Regions from separate parts of the Mus musculus genome. Here all the other regions are linked to region 3. A link is a contact called in public Hi-C and promoter capture Hi-C data. All regions are on one chromosome and are shown on one strand. Each heading gives the region's core, a stretch centred on a gene start, on an enhancer-like site or on the middle of the called end of the contact. The rest is flanking DNA. Distances are from core to core; before and after follow the strand shown.

Region 1 (2,700 bases), core at 115-2,614, 3.8 Mb before region 3:
CCCATTCTCCTCTTTCCAGGGGCCACCTCTGTCTGTCTGCGAGGAAGAGATGGGGGGCGCAGAAGACAGGACCTTCCCACGGGAGCAGAACGACTTCAATAATGCTGTCCTCAAAACAGGTCCTGTTCACCGGAAGTCCATCTGCCAGCCATAGGGAAGACAAAAGCTAACTGGGAGCCCTGATGTCCTATAGTCACCCAGACTGGAGGGAAGATGACAGCAGGGCTCCCATACACAGAGGAGGTGAAAAACTCAAACCTTTGGACAGCAGCCTGACCTGAGTCCAATCAAGTTGTGAGGAACAGAGGAGGAGGCCTCAGAGTAACAGGGGGCTCCATGTTCTTTATAGCAATCTTAGACGAAGCTGGGATTCAAATCCCCAGAGTAGAGGGAGGAAATGTGTCAGGGGTAGGGGGTGGGTAAGGGGAGGCTGCAGGGAGAAACAAACAGAAACTGAGTGGAAAACAGGTCTTTGGCCAAATAGCAATATTTGCTCCCCTGTCTGGAATTCCCCAGTTGTACTCTGTCCTCTGTGAAGTTCATCACCCTGTTCTTCCAGCCTACTAAGTTGTTTACTTACTTGATTGTTGGTATTTAAAAATAAGAAGATATCGAGGGTGTGCTGGCTCCCTCCCATAACCCCAGCATGGGGGAGGCTATGGTAGGACTCCCAGATCAAGACCAGTGAAGGTTACATAGTGAGACCCAGTCTCAAACTAACAGCAATAATACAATCTTACATATATCTTAGATCTTCCTAATTTCTCTTGAAAGATCAGAAGTGGTCAGTGGTAGGTTCGCTACATAGCTCGCAGAGTTAACTGACACCCATCACTCAGCAGCACCGTGCCCTCTGCACCCGGCCATGCATGCACCTTATCTACTTAGTCATAGAAGAACGTTTTTCAACAACAGCTCCAATTAATCTGGCCCTTTGATCCCCTGACATTCATTCCTGGCCATCCCTAAGCTAGAGCCCAGATTTCCTCCCTCTCTGGGCCAAGCACAGCAGTCCGCTAGGCAGAAGGCATAAACTGTGGGAAGACACCGCACCGCGCACGCGCACTCCCAAGCATCCAGGTTGCGGCTGGAAGCGCACGGAGCTGCTGACTACTCCAACCTCGGCGCTGCAGCTTAGGCCTTCAGTGTCTCAGGTCCTTTGCATTGAGATGAACAGCTCTAGCACTGGGCCTGACACCGTAGGGTCCCCGACCGGCTTCGCAGACCCCGGCTTCCCCGCGCGCACCTTTACCGAGCTGGAGTCTGGGACCGCCAAGGCACTGAGGCCGGCTCTGCTCTGCCAGCTCCAGAGAGGCGTTCACAGGCCACCGCCACCCTGGCTCCGCCCTCCCACCTTCCGGCTCCGCCGGCCTTCCGGGTCGCCGAGCTCTGGGTCCCCATGAGTCTGGGTCCTCAAGATGGGACAGGCCTGGGGAAAGATCTTGATGGCGGGGCGAGGCGTCCCTTCCGCGCCCCAGCGTCTGATTGACTGACACCAAGACCCAGGCTAGGAAGCTCTGTGCCTGCGGAAATGGGGAGCATCTGGGAGGGGACTCTGTGTCGCGAGGACCCGCTGCCCCCACTTCCTCTCCGCCTGGCCACCCCACTCAGTGCCCAACCTCACGTTTAGGATCTGGGACGGTTCCTGGAAGGTTCTCCTCGATCGCCCTTTGCGCTGGCTGGGTCTGTGACTTGCCGGACCCTTTCTCCCACAGGGTCCTGGACCTGGGAGATGATAGAGGGGCTTGGCTGTCAGGAGCGACTGCTGGTTAATTAACGCTGGGGCCTGCGTGGGACGCGCAGGGGCTGGTATAGCTTTCAGACCTCCTAAGACCAGAACAGAGCCCACTCCACTTGCAGGGCAAAGGGAGCCACTCAGAAAGAGAGCAGAGTAACAGAAAAATCCAGAGAGGCCTAGGGAGCAGTCCCCGCCCCCTGGTCCCAAGGACTCTAGGGCTGGCCTGAAAATATGCCAAATCTGGTATCTCTCCCAATACTGAACTTTAACCCTGAGCAAAGTCTTGAGTACGCACGGTTGTCAGTGACAAACTAGATACAGAGGGACTGGGCTAGCCAATGCCACCCAAATAGAGAGTGTGGCGAGCGAACTCCAGTCTAGGTCCAAGTGGCCCCTAGCGCGATCTGCCAGGTGGGGGTGGAGAGCTGCTGCGGGCATACAGATGATCTGTGCAGGGCCATATTATTTCTTCTTTTCTGTCTTCTTAGAAGGCCTCGAACCCCTTTTAACATCAAGATTCTCCTGGCTGGAGTGGAAAAGTCTGTGCGTTTTCGAGTAGGAGCTTTTGCCCGAGTTTGGGTGACTTTCAAGAGCCAAAGTTAACTGAGGCTAAGAATAGATTAGCTCCTTGCTCTCTGTGGAGCTATGAGGTGAGGCGCTTCAATGTCCCCCGCGGGCAGCGCCCTCTGGTGGCAAGGTCGAGAACCGGACTCGCTTGTTTTCTCCTTTGCCTAAATATCAGAAGTATGTAGCAATGATGGGAACAGGAAAGTTCAGTGGAGAATAGAGACTAGGCTATAAGACATCCACACCGACGATGAATAAAGCCCTAAAATTATCACCCTGACACCTAGAAGTGTTCCTAGACAGCCAGTAGCGGCTGAGGCCGTCTGTGAAAGAGGTGCACAGTAGGTGTGTGTACATCCACAATCCTGTTACTCAGATAGAGCTCCTTCTGAGGC
Region 2 (2,700 bases), core at 23-2,522, 3.6 Mb before region 3:
TCAGAGATCTGCCTGCCTCTGCCTTCCAGATTCTGGGATTAAAGGTGTGAGCCACCACTGCCTGGTACATCCTAATTTTTAAGTATCCTTCCAAATTAGTACTACCTGTTAGGGACCAAGTATTGAAACACATGGGGTCAGTTCATATTCAAAGCCCAGCACTAGAGAAGTAGCTTCTGCGGTGCCCTAGGAGTCAGGGATGCTGCTATTGGCGGGAGGCAAGATGAGTGCTCAGAGTTTGACTGTGTTTCAGAGGTTGCTGCATCTGCAGGGAGAGAAATTCATATTTACCATCTTCCCCAATCGTCCCTGCTTTTTCTTTCTTGATGCAAGTGATCAAAGGATGGATGTGGACTTGGGAGCTGGAACAGAAGTGGAAGATAGGGGCAAACAGACCCACAGAGGGCCAGAATTCTGCAGGTGCCTGCCAGCCTGTTCCTATACACACAATACTGAGGTAATAGGATCTATGCCTATTGTCCGGGCTTGGGATAGAGTTAGGACAAGGCCACAAGGTAGACTAGAGGACTGCCACAAACAGAGGCTGCACAAAGGGCTAGGGGGAGGAAGTGAGTCCAAGAGATTTATTCAGCTCAGGCTGGCCTGGAACTTGCTATGTGGACCAGGCTGGCTTCAAACTCACAGATACCCTCCTGCCTCTGCCTTCAAACTGTTGGGGATTAAAGGTGTGCTCCCTGCTCCAGCTTCCAATTTTTAAAATACTGAGTGGAACAGGGATGGGGATTTAGCTCAGTTGGTAGAGTGCTTGTCTAGCAAGTCCAAAGCCATGCATTTGGTCCCCACTGTTAAACAAAACACCAGAATTATAAAATACATGGGATAGGGCAGCAGCTGTTGTTGAAAAATGTGCTACACAGTGCATACGTAGTAACATAGTAATATTAATACTGCAGCTTAATATATGTAAGGAAAATTGTAATGTGTACAGTAATTAATACATACGCAAAAATATAGTTGTATATTGTGCATTTTAGCTCATTAAACCACATTAGTTCATTAAAAGGCATGGGAAACAGCTGAATTTGATAAAATTAAATGAGCTTATGAAACAGTCTCAGTGCTCATATTAAGTTCCTACCACCACAGGCAGCGCCAAGCGAATTGGGACCCACTATCCCGCCGCCTCTCATCCTGTGCAGGGGTCCTGAGCGGCTCAGCCTCCACCCCACCCGGAGGCCCTGTCCCCGCCATAGCCCCGCCCCCTAGGGCGGAGCTTGAGAGCTTCCCGGCGTGCTGCGCGGGCGGGGCGAGGGGCGGGGCGTGCGCGGAGGCGCGGCAGTCGCGGGACGCTAAGCTGGGCCCGGTTGCGGGAGAAGAGCGTGGCGCGCCTGGTGTAGGGCCTGCTGCTCCGAGGCGGCGGCGGCGGCGGCGGCGGCGGTATGCGCGTGTGAGATGCGGCCGCGGGTAGCCCGGACGCGAGCGGCGGCCCCCGGGGCAGCGGCGAAAGTGAGCGCGGCCTCTTCAGAGAGAGGCGTGCAGTGCATGAGGGCGAGCGCGCGGGCGCTGGGCATCCGCCGGCCACGCCGTCTCCATAAACACTTGTTTAGGACTTGTTCGCCTCGCTGAGGCTGCGGCGCCGGGCATGGAGCCCCCGTCCGAACCCGAGCCCGAGCCCCAGCCCCTTGCAGAGGCCTCAGCCGCCGCTCCGCTGCGCGCACCAGAGGTGGCGCGGCTTCGCGAGGAGCAGGAAAAGGTAACAGGCCGCGCTTGGTTCCGGCCCTGGCCGGCTTCCGCATGTGGCCGCGACACTCTGAGCAACCTCTAATGCGGCCAGCCCTCTGCGTGAAACCGAGATCCCCACGCGCGAGCTGCGCAGCCTCGGGCCGCGGGGACCACGGGAGAAACTTTTGTCACGTGCATTTGTTGTCTTTTGTCGGTGGCCCTTTGACCTTCCCCGGAAGGGATGCGGGGATGTGGGGAATACAGAGGATGCAGGGGATAGGATAATCGGTTGACCCTGAACTGAGAGAGCAATTGTTGGGACTAAATAAAAATACGTGTTTTTTTTTTTTTCCTTTTTGGTTCGGGGATTACACTGTGAACAGAAGTGGTCACTCTTTTTACCCCTTAGCTATTTATTATCTAAACGTTGGTACAATGCGCGCGTGCGCACACACACACACACACACACACACACACACACACACACACACACGAGATATCCTTATTTGATTGAGCGTCCAAGTTTGACTACGTTGGTGATGATGCACTTCCTGTGCAATCCAGCTCTTAGGTTTAGTAGTCGACAAGAGAGAAGGCCTTTGTTAAATTTTAACTTCAAGCCTTTATTAAACAAGGCTTTCCCCACTTTTTTTTTTTTTTTTTGATCTACCAGAGGAGAGGAGAATGCTTAGAATCTCCGAATGGGAATTATTATATATTTTTTTTTATAAGGAAATGTTATGTAGTTAAGAACTACAGCTCGATTGTTAAATGTGAAATTGTCCTGTGGATTCTGTAGGTTTTCAAGTTGATTCTCCTGACGTGCCTTGAAATTCTTTGAAAAGCGACATTTAATTTGCTTAAACGTCACATGTCCTGTTGCCAGAGTGAGGTATTAATAAAGGTTTAGGAAGTTGCATAAACATTTGAGAAGCTCTATTTTTCTATATTTAAATATTTTTGCGTGTAAACTTTATGTTATTTATTTGGAATTTACTCCTGGAGAATTGTACATGC
Region 3 (2,700 bases), core at 139-2,638:
CTCAGCGCACCAGACATCCTACTTGCTGCCTGTGTTCGGCTCTTATCCCAGTTGTTCACTCTTGCAGCAAATGTCTACCGAGCAGCTGTCCTGGGCCGGTTGCTACACTTGGCCCCAAGGATGATGCAAACAGTGTCTAAAACCAGAAACCCTTCCTCAAAATATTTGCATTCTAGCCAAGAAGGGAGACAAACACTTATGACTAAATAGACAAATGCGATGGGGGGTAGGGAGGGAGCAAGGCAAGAAGAGGGGTGTAAAGCGAGATCTACTGTAGTTTTGTAAATACATCACCTCTTAGGGCAGCTTTGAGCAGAGTATAATGAACTGTGGAAGCTGTGAGAAGAAGGGATGCTTGGAACAGTATGGAGCTGTGTAACAACAAATTAAATCATCCATGCCCTCATAAGCCAAACTAGGAAGTCTGGTTTTCACCTTGTGTAAAATGTAACCTGTGGAGCGCACTGAGTAGACGGATGTTATCTTGAGTTGAACAAAAGTCCAAAATCTCTTGCTACTTGAACATGATTCCCCCTGACTGCTGTGTTAAGAAAAACCTAGTAGGGGTAAGAGAAATAGAATTCTTCGGGAGCTACTGCCAACAACTCTGGCCAGGGTAACTGAGGCGTTATATAGAGCTGTACGGATGGAGACGGTCCAGCCTGAACAGACAAGATTTATAGTTAGGACAGGTGTGGAGGTGTAAGACAATCCAGGACTGGGGTCTTAGCTACTAAGCAAACGTTCCCGGTTCATAGTTACCTCCGAGAACAAGCTAGAGGGACGAGTTTGGAGTAAAACCGAAGAGTTACATCTCTGGATGCAAAGTTTTAAGATGCCAATTTGGTATCCGATCGGAGAGATGATCGTTATTAAGAAAGTGGAGCTGACATTAAGTGATCAAAGCGGCAGAGAAACACTTGGACTGGTGTTTCTTGCATAGTTAGTGACCGGGAACATCTTGAAAGCTAGGACACGGATCAAGCCGCATAAAAAGGGTTGGACTCAGTTTGGGGGACAGAGTCCCAGAGCCTCCCGGAGCGGCAGCCCTTGGAGTGTGAGACTCCTCAGGCGAAGATGGCTGCTCTGGCGTTTACAGTGAGAGTTCCGTGGCCCGCGGAGAGCGGCTCCGGAGCTGGGAGGCGACCGCTTACAAAGACTCTGGGCTCGTACCAAAGTGCAGCCCGCCTAGAAATGGCAGAGGCCGCAGTCAGCATCACCAGGCGGGATGGGCCCTCGTCTAGTCTTCCCGCGACATCTAGGTGCCGTGAAAACCTTCCACGTCGGGAGCGCAAGCCAAGCGCTCTGGGCCGCCGCGGAAAGAGCCCGGGACCGTCCGTGAGCTCGGCGAGTCTCGCGAGAAAGCACGCCGCCTCGCCCTCCCGGCATGCCCTGCGCCGCCGCCGCTGCTGCCGCCGCCGCCGCCGCCGCGCCGCGGTTTGAGGGCGGGAGGCTGGGGGAGGGTAAGCGGAGCCGGCGCGGCCGCCATGTTGGTTCTGAGGCGGCTGCTGTGAGGCGCCGACGGAGGGAGCGAGCGAGCGGGCGGGCGGGCGGAGCGGCGGGCGCAGCGCGGGATCTGACTGAGTGCGAGCGGCGGGCGACGGCGGCGGCGCCATGAGCGGGGGCACCCCTTACATCGGCAGCAAGATCAGCCTCATCTCCAAGGCGGAGATCCGCTACGAGGGCATCCTCTACACCATCGACACCGAGAACTCCACGGTAGCCCTCGCCAAAGGTACGGCGGGGCGGGCCTCGGGGTTTTGGGGGGCGCGGGTAGAGCGCCCCGCCGCCCTCGCGCTCTTCTCCCTCTGCGGTCCTCACGGGCCTCGCTCCCTCCCGGCCCCCAAGCGACAAGGGCCGGGCTGCGGCCTCCCCGGGCTCCCCGGGCTGCTTCCTTTCCCCCGAAGCTCCGCGCCTTCCATCCGGGGAACGAGTGCGCGGCGCCCGGGGCGGGGCGATGCTAAAGTCCCGGGAACCAGCCGGAGAACACACCCAGGTTCGCGGCTTCCAAGACCGAAATTCGGTCGTTCCTTCTTCGGAAGCGCCGAACAAAGCCGGAGGAGTCGAAGAATCTTGACGCCTACCTCGAGATGAATGCGGATGTGTTGATTCCTCGGGCACCCATTTTCTCAGCGTTCTTCGTCTGGGTCGGTGGCGACGGTTGTCGAGTGAACTCCTAAGGAGTGTGCTCCAAACTTTGGGTTTGCGCCGCAGACTTGTGATCTCGAAAGGCCGTTTCGTACCGTCCAGTCGATCGCATCCCGTTTGTCTCCTCTGTGATTGTTACCTGTTATGCCGGAATTCTTATGCAACCGAAGGGTGCGCGTTAAAATGCTTGCTTGCTGTCCCCATGGGCCAATTTTCTGGAACCCTGGTAGAAAGGAAAGTTTAAGTTTTGATGATCCGGGACTCTTGTACACACTTCAGAGCGAGTACTATCGGGGCGCTGACCGACTCCGCTGTACTTGGGGAGAGGAAGTTGTGTGGAAGGGGATCCCCCCCTACTTACCCCAACCCCATAGTCTGTACAGTCGATACAGTCAATTTGTGGGTTTTGTTTCCGTTCACGCGTGCTAGTGACAGGAAGGCACAAAGAAAATAAACTTGAGTTTCTGATCCTAGGGGAAGTCTTATAACAGTTTCTGATACCAGGGAGGTCTATTTTCCTACCACACCTAGTAGAATTGTTAAGAACTAAGT
Region 4 (2,849 bases), core at 4-2,503, 3.7 Mb after region 3:
ACTAGAAGTAAATCTGAATGTTACTGAATAGGTAACCTCACTGGATTCCTACTGAATTCCCAGTTTGTCGGCTTTAAGGTCTTTCTGGGACATTGGAACACTGGCGAAGGCTTAGCTATGTCAGAATTCAATCTTTAAAGGCACTTATAATAAGACAATAGTAAAAGAGAGCACGTGGATCCATACACCACACTAACGCGGGGATAGGGTATGAATATACGGATTATGAGAACGCCAAAGTTCCAGGAGGTGAGTTTCCTTGAAACTCTTTGCCTCATGAGTGCTCCCAGGCTTCTCGGCCTGCCAAGCAAACTTCACTGGAGTGTGCGTAGCAGTGAGGCAGCAGGAACCTGGGGCAATCTGAAGAGTACACCCTGATGACTTCCTATGCCATTTGTATTTTTATAAACAGTTCTGGGGGACTAAAACCATTGAGCTATATCTACATTTAAGTGGCATTCCACTTTAAGGCAGTTCTTACATACATACATACATATATACATACATACATACATACAATTTTTCTTCCAGATATATAGGGAGTATGTCTGCAATCCTTATACTTCAGAAGGCAGAAAAGAGAGGGTCAAGAGATCAAACTCATTCTTGGCTGTCAAGTGAATTCCAGGCCAGCCTGGGCTATATGAAATCCTTTCTCAAATGCTGGGATTATAAGTGGCCACAGCTCACTCGGTTCTATCTATCTATCAATCTATCTATCTGTCTATCTATCTATCTATCTATCTATCTATCTATCTATCTATCTATCTATCTATCTACCACTTATCTTTCTTTCTACAGGTAAGATTTTGCTATTGAGACCTGGCAGGCATTATTTTGAGACAGGGCATCACTATGTAGTCCCAGAACTGGCTGTGTAGACCAAGTTGGCACTGCATTTACAGAGATTGGGAGATCTGCCTCAGTCTCTCAAGTGCTGTGATTAAAGATGGTCGCCACAATGCCTGGCTAAATCTAGCTTTCTCACAGGTTTATCTACCTACTCTTCTGAGGCCTTCCTTCTCCTATCCCTTGGTACTCGGCAGAAGAAAGAGGCAAGAGGCAGACTTTCCCACAATCAATCCCTGTGAGGGTACAAGAACAAAGTTGTCACAGCACCACACTTCCTTGGCACCAACTGTCTAAAAACAGCGCGACCACGCCCACCTCTTGAGAGTAGCCAATCAGGACTGGAGATGTCCTTACAGCCATTGTGAAGAATGTCCTTTGACTGCGCAGCTCTTAGGATTCTGGGTAGGGCCCGGGGAAGTTCGGTGGATCTGGGTCTCTATTTTCAAGACACCAGGATCTGTCATTGAGTGAAAAGATCATGGATACAGACGAACAAGGAGCCCCAGGTAGGAAGCCACTAGACCGTCCACAGACTCCAGATGAACTGAAATTTTACGCTCGGAATTATGTCATGCTGGCTCTCTTGGCGATGATTCTTTTCCTACCCTTTGGGATATTAGCCATATACTTCAGCATCCAGGTAAAAGTATCCCCGCCCCACCCCCCGCCCGCCTCCACTGCTCATCCTATCCTCTGCTTGCCACCTGCAACTGTTTGTGTCCTAGGTCTTGGGTCGGGCTCTTCCCACAGTGGCTATAGGGCTCCAACCCTCCTTCCAAGAGCTTCTTGTCTCAGAAACCCATACTCATGCTCCTACCCTTACAGACCAACGAAGCCAATAAATGCAGCAACTGGGAAGACGCCTACCGGAACTCATCTCGAACTATGTGGTTTAATATGTTGGCCATAGTAGCCTTTGTAGGCATCATTTATATACTTGTCCTAGTCCTATGAAAGCTACACATCAGCATCTACGGGCTCCTCCCCCAACAGACATGCTCACTTAGACTTTGACCAGCCATCAAGAAGAAACTCAGAGCTTCAGAAATGCCCTTGCCAAGAAACCCACCAACCAAAAAACTCAACATCCAAAAAACGGCCCCAGGCAGGCCACCTGACTACACTCCACCAGTTCATTCTCATTTGTCTTCCACGGCTGTCTAAAAGCATCTTGGAAGTCCACATCTCAAGTTCTAAATCTGCATAAGCCACTGAGCTGCTCTTTCATGAAAAAAAAAAAAATCACATTTCTGAGCCCAATAAAATTGAAGGGAATATCCCGGCTTTGCCTGTGTCTGGGTGTAGATGTTTCTCTGGATCAATAATAGTTTCACTGGAGCTATGTTGGCTTAGACCCTGTGAAAGTCAGACTGCAATAATGGTGCCAGGCTCTGTGGCACACATTTATAATCCCAGAATTTGGGAAGCAGAGACACTTACAAACACACACACATATTTTTTAAAATTGCACGTCTTTGATTTCCTGAACCTGTTTTTGTTGTAAAGTATACATAATAATTCATAATAAGATGGGAGTGTGTTTAGGAATCTGAATGTGTGTTTACTCTACATGACTTCCCTCTCAAGCTGAGGTGCTGGGCTTTTGGTGTCTCAGAGCAGGAAAAAAACAAAAAGCAAAAAACCAGAAACCTTGGCCACGTGTGCTGTCACATGACTTTAATCTCAGCACTCAGGAGGCAGAGGCAGGATGGATTTATGAGTTTTAGACCAGCCAGAGATAGTGAGTTTCAGGACTGCCAGGGCTGTGTAATAGAAAAACCCTATCTTGGGCTAGCAAGATGGCTCAGCGGTTAAGAGCACTGACTGCTCTTCTGAAGGTCCTGAGTTCAAATCCCAGCAACCACATGGTGGCTCACAACCACCCATAATGAGATCTGACGCCCTCTTGTGGTGCATCTGAAATCAACTGCAGTGTACTTAAGTATAATAAAGAAATCTTTGGGCCGGAGCAAGCATGGACTGAGAGAGCGGGGTTG
Region 5 (2,700 bases), core at 146-2,645, 3.7 Mb before region 3:
GGTCTTTCTTTGCTAGCAGTCAATGTGCTCAAGGCATTCGTCTCAGTAGCCTGTATGTTCCACAGACCTGGGTCAGTGTGGGTTTCTTTTCTCTCTTTCTTTCTTTCTTTCTTTCTTTCTTTCTTTCTTTCTTTCTTTCTTTCTTTCTTTCTTTCTTTCTTTCTTTCTTTCTTTCTATATCATTTACTAACATAAGGGAAGTGACCCTTTTGGTCCAAGATACAGAAGGGGCAACGGGATAAGAAAACAGAGTGAACAAGAGATTGGAAGAAACAAGTGCTTTGCCATAGTTTAACACTGGAGGGGACGTCCTGGGGAAAGGTACGCCGGAGAGGAAGTGGTTACCAAAGACCTTCAAGTTTTCCGGAAGCACAAACAGCTGGAATGGGTCAGAAGAGAGTAAAGCAAGCTCTGAGGCTCTGGGGTGCGAAAGGGCACCGGATGCTGGATCCAGCAGCTCGGGCGGAGGGCTGAAGGTCAGGTCTGGGGTGGGTGAGGGTCACTTCACGTTTGTGAGGCATGTGCATACTCTGAGGTTGATGAAAACACTTGGAGTAAAATTATAGGCTGGAGACTGCCTCACCTCATGGGGACCTAAGGGTCAGAGAGGCTTTCTGCAAACGGGTTGGGCCCATGTGTGCTAGAGGCACAGAAATGTGCTTGGGTAGCCTAATGAATGAATGAATGGGTGGATGAATGGACCAGAAACACTGACAGGTTAAAGGACCTGCTGCTGGTCCACAGGAGACCTAACAGCAGCAGCCTGAATGCTGGTTCCGGTCCCAGGAGCCACAAGCTGTTGTGACCTTGGGGACACCCACGCGCCGGACTCGGCCCGGAACTCTGCGTCTCAGGGGCGGGGAGGACGAGTCAGGAGGGACAGTGCGCGCGCGCGGGAGACCGGCGGATGACGGGTTCTTAACTCCGGGCCCTCCCGTGCCTCACTCCAGTCAAGCCCGGCCGCCGATCATTGCGATCTGCCCTGCTGACATTCCACTTGGGCGGCCCATGCCGCTCCTCCCGGCCCCGCACGCTCAGAATCCTTCAGGCGCTCGCGCCAAGATTCTCCCGCGTCAGCGAGCCCGCCCCGCAGCCGCGCGCGCCAGACGACTCTCCCGCGTCCCGCCCCGCGCAGGCCCCGCCTACCACGTCCGCACCCCGCCCCCGGCGCGCAGGCCCTGACATCTAGCCCCACCCCTTTAGTGCATGCCACGCCCGTAAAAGAACACGCCCCCCGGGAGGCCACGCCCCCACCAGAGCTCCTCGCTGGTCCGCGCGGCGACGGGGCGGGCCCCGGGCCTGCGGCGGCCGCTGAGGGGCTCGCAGCCCTCGGGGCGGGGCGCGAGGGCGGGACGGGGCCGGTGCCGCGCGCTGGGATTTTTAAATGTCCCGCTCGAAGCCGGGCGCAGGAGCAGCCGGCTCGACAGCCAGCGCGGTGTAGGGGGCAGGCGCGGATCCCGCCAGCGCCGCGCGCTCGGCCGCCGCCTCCCGCCTCCTGCTTCCCGCTCGCCGTCGGCCTCCTGCCCGCTCGAGCGCGCCTGCCTGCGGCGGACACAGCTTCGGGTACGGGCTGCCTGGACTCCCGGGACTCCCGGGACTCCCACGACTCCCAGGCGTCCGGACCGGGTCCGACCAGACCGGACCGGGCCCGGGTGGGGGTGGGGCGAGGCCGGGTCACCCGGTCCCCTGAGGTATCAGCTCGGGGTGCCCCGGCCGGGGTGGCTGTGAGAGACGGGTCAGGGGTAGGTGTAGAAAGGGACACTGAGGCAGCCCCGGCCCCGAGGACGGTGATGGAGCGGGGGGTCCTCTTGAAGGGCGGCTGGGCCTCCATCCCCAACCTCAGGTTCGGACCCAGGGTCGCAGGCTGCTGGCGGCGCCTGCGGGTGACAAGCCACCCGGGCCCATCGGCCATTTTCCCGGCCGGCCTCCGGGCCCAGGAGGCTCCCGCCGCCGCCGCCCGCGCGGGAGGGGGGAGGGGTGCCCGGGACGAACTGGAAGACTCAGGTCCCCTCTGCGGGCCGTGCTCACCACGATGCTTGCTTGTTGTCCTCCCAGGTCTGAGTTCCAAGCCCAAGTCCTGAGCCATGCCAAGGGAGAGGTGAGTGGCCTCCCTGCTGCGGGAGGGTAAGGGTGAGTAGCGGTGGGGGAGGGGCGGCCTGAGTTTTTGGGGAGCAGCACCCCATGACACCATGCCCTTGCAGAGACTCGACGGACCACAGCAACATGAAAGAAGAAGGTGGCTCCGACCTTTCAGTCCGCTCCAGAAAAAGGAAGGCAAATGTGGCCGTGGTGAGTACAAAGGATACAGGTTGGGAAGGGGACAGCCCACCCCCCCTTCCATCTTACCTGGGTACCAAATTTGGTTCTTCTTACCTACTAGTGAAAAGAATTAGTTGAGAGAGAGGTTTCCTTTAGTTGAATGTCGTTCATGACCTAACAAACATTTCCCCCTTTTTCTCTTGTGTTTTTTGTCTTTGGGTCGCACCATGTGGACCCATGGTGGACCGGGATTTTTTTTTTTTTTTTTTTTTTTTTAGTTTTTGCAAGACCCAGATGAAGAAATTGCCAAGATTGACAAGACTGTGAAAAGCGAGGATAGCAGTCAGGTAGGTCTGCTGCCTACAGGGTATTCTGCCTCCTGGGTTCCAGGTTTTCTTTCTTCCAACTTTCCCAAAACAGAGCTGCAGGCCACATGGCTGA

Evidence for each region. Promoter capture Hi-C pulls out the DNA fragments that hold promoters and counts their contacts. A called contact is a pair of places that touch in the nucleus more often than the background predicts.
Region 1: a promoter capture Hi-C map of liver shows a contact between it and region 3, with 4 times the contacts expected there. The contact joins the promoter of D530033B14Rik here to the promoter of Lsm14a in region 3. A contact is called at or near these places in 3 of 39 promoter capture datasets (cranial neural crest, frontonasal cranial neural crest and liver) and 1 of 484 Hi-C or Micro-C datasets (CD4 T cells).
Region 2: a Hi-C map of B cells shows a contact between it and region 3, with 6 read pairs. The contact joins the promoter of Uri1 here to the promoter of Lsm14a in region 3. A contact is called at or near these places in 3 of 39 promoter capture datasets (cranial neural crest, maxillary cranial neural crest and pre-B cells) and 1 of 484 Hi-C or Micro-C datasets (B cells).
Region 4: a promoter capture Hi-C map of embryonic stem cells shows a contact between it and region 3. The contact joins the promoter of Pmis2 here to the promoter of Lsm14a in region 3. A contact is called at or near these places in 2 of 39 promoter capture datasets (cranial neural crest and embryonic stem cells).
Region 5: a promoter capture Hi-C map of second pharyngeal arch cranial neural crest shows a contact between it and region 3. The contact joins the promoter of Ccne1 here to the promoter of Lsm14a in region 3. A contact is called at or near these places in 4 of 39 promoter capture datasets (cranial neural crest, maxillary cranial neural crest, pre-B cells and 1 more).

The regions. Positions count from the first base shown.
Region 1 is chr7:38,182,446-38,185,145 of GRCm38.p6, reverse strand. D530033B14Rik (RIKEN cDNA D530033B14 gene) reads left to right here and starts at 1,364. Exons shown (of 1, transcript NR_165180.1): 1 at 1,364-2,574. 1600014C10Rik (RIKEN cDNA 1600014C10 gene) reads right to left here and starts at 1,359. Exons shown (of 4, transcript NM_028166.3): 1 at 1,247-1,359.
Region 2 is chr7:38,018,124-38,020,823 of GRCm38.p6, reverse strand. Uri1 (URI1, prefoldin-like chaperone) reads left to right here and starts at 1,272. Exons shown (of 11, transcript NM_011274.5): 1 at 1,272-1,714. The coding sequence starts at 1,604.
Region 3 is chr7:34,388,393-34,391,092 of GRCm38.p6, reverse strand. It overlaps Lsm14a (LSM14A mRNA processing body assembly factor), which reads left to right and starts at 1,388. Exons shown (of 11, transcript NM_025948.3): 1 at 1,388-1,735. The coding sequence starts at 1,615. Gm12764 (predicted gene 12764) reads right to left here and starts at 2,480. Exons shown (of 2, transcript NR_169160.1): 1 at 2,085-2,480.
Region 4 is chr7:30,670,009-30,672,857 of GRCm38.p6, reverse strand. Pmis2 (PMIS2 transmembrane protein) reads left to right here and starts at 1,253. Exons shown (of 2, transcript NR_027849.1): 1 at 1,253-1,358; 2 at 1,678-2,136.
Region 5 is chr7:38,106,185-38,108,884 of GRCm38.p6, reverse strand. Ccne1 (cyclin E1) reads left to right here and starts at 1,395. Exons shown (of 12, transcript NM_007633.2): 1 at 1,395-1,563; 2 at 2,056-2,098; 3 at 2,202-2,289; 4 at 2,538-2,606. The coding sequence starts at 2,085.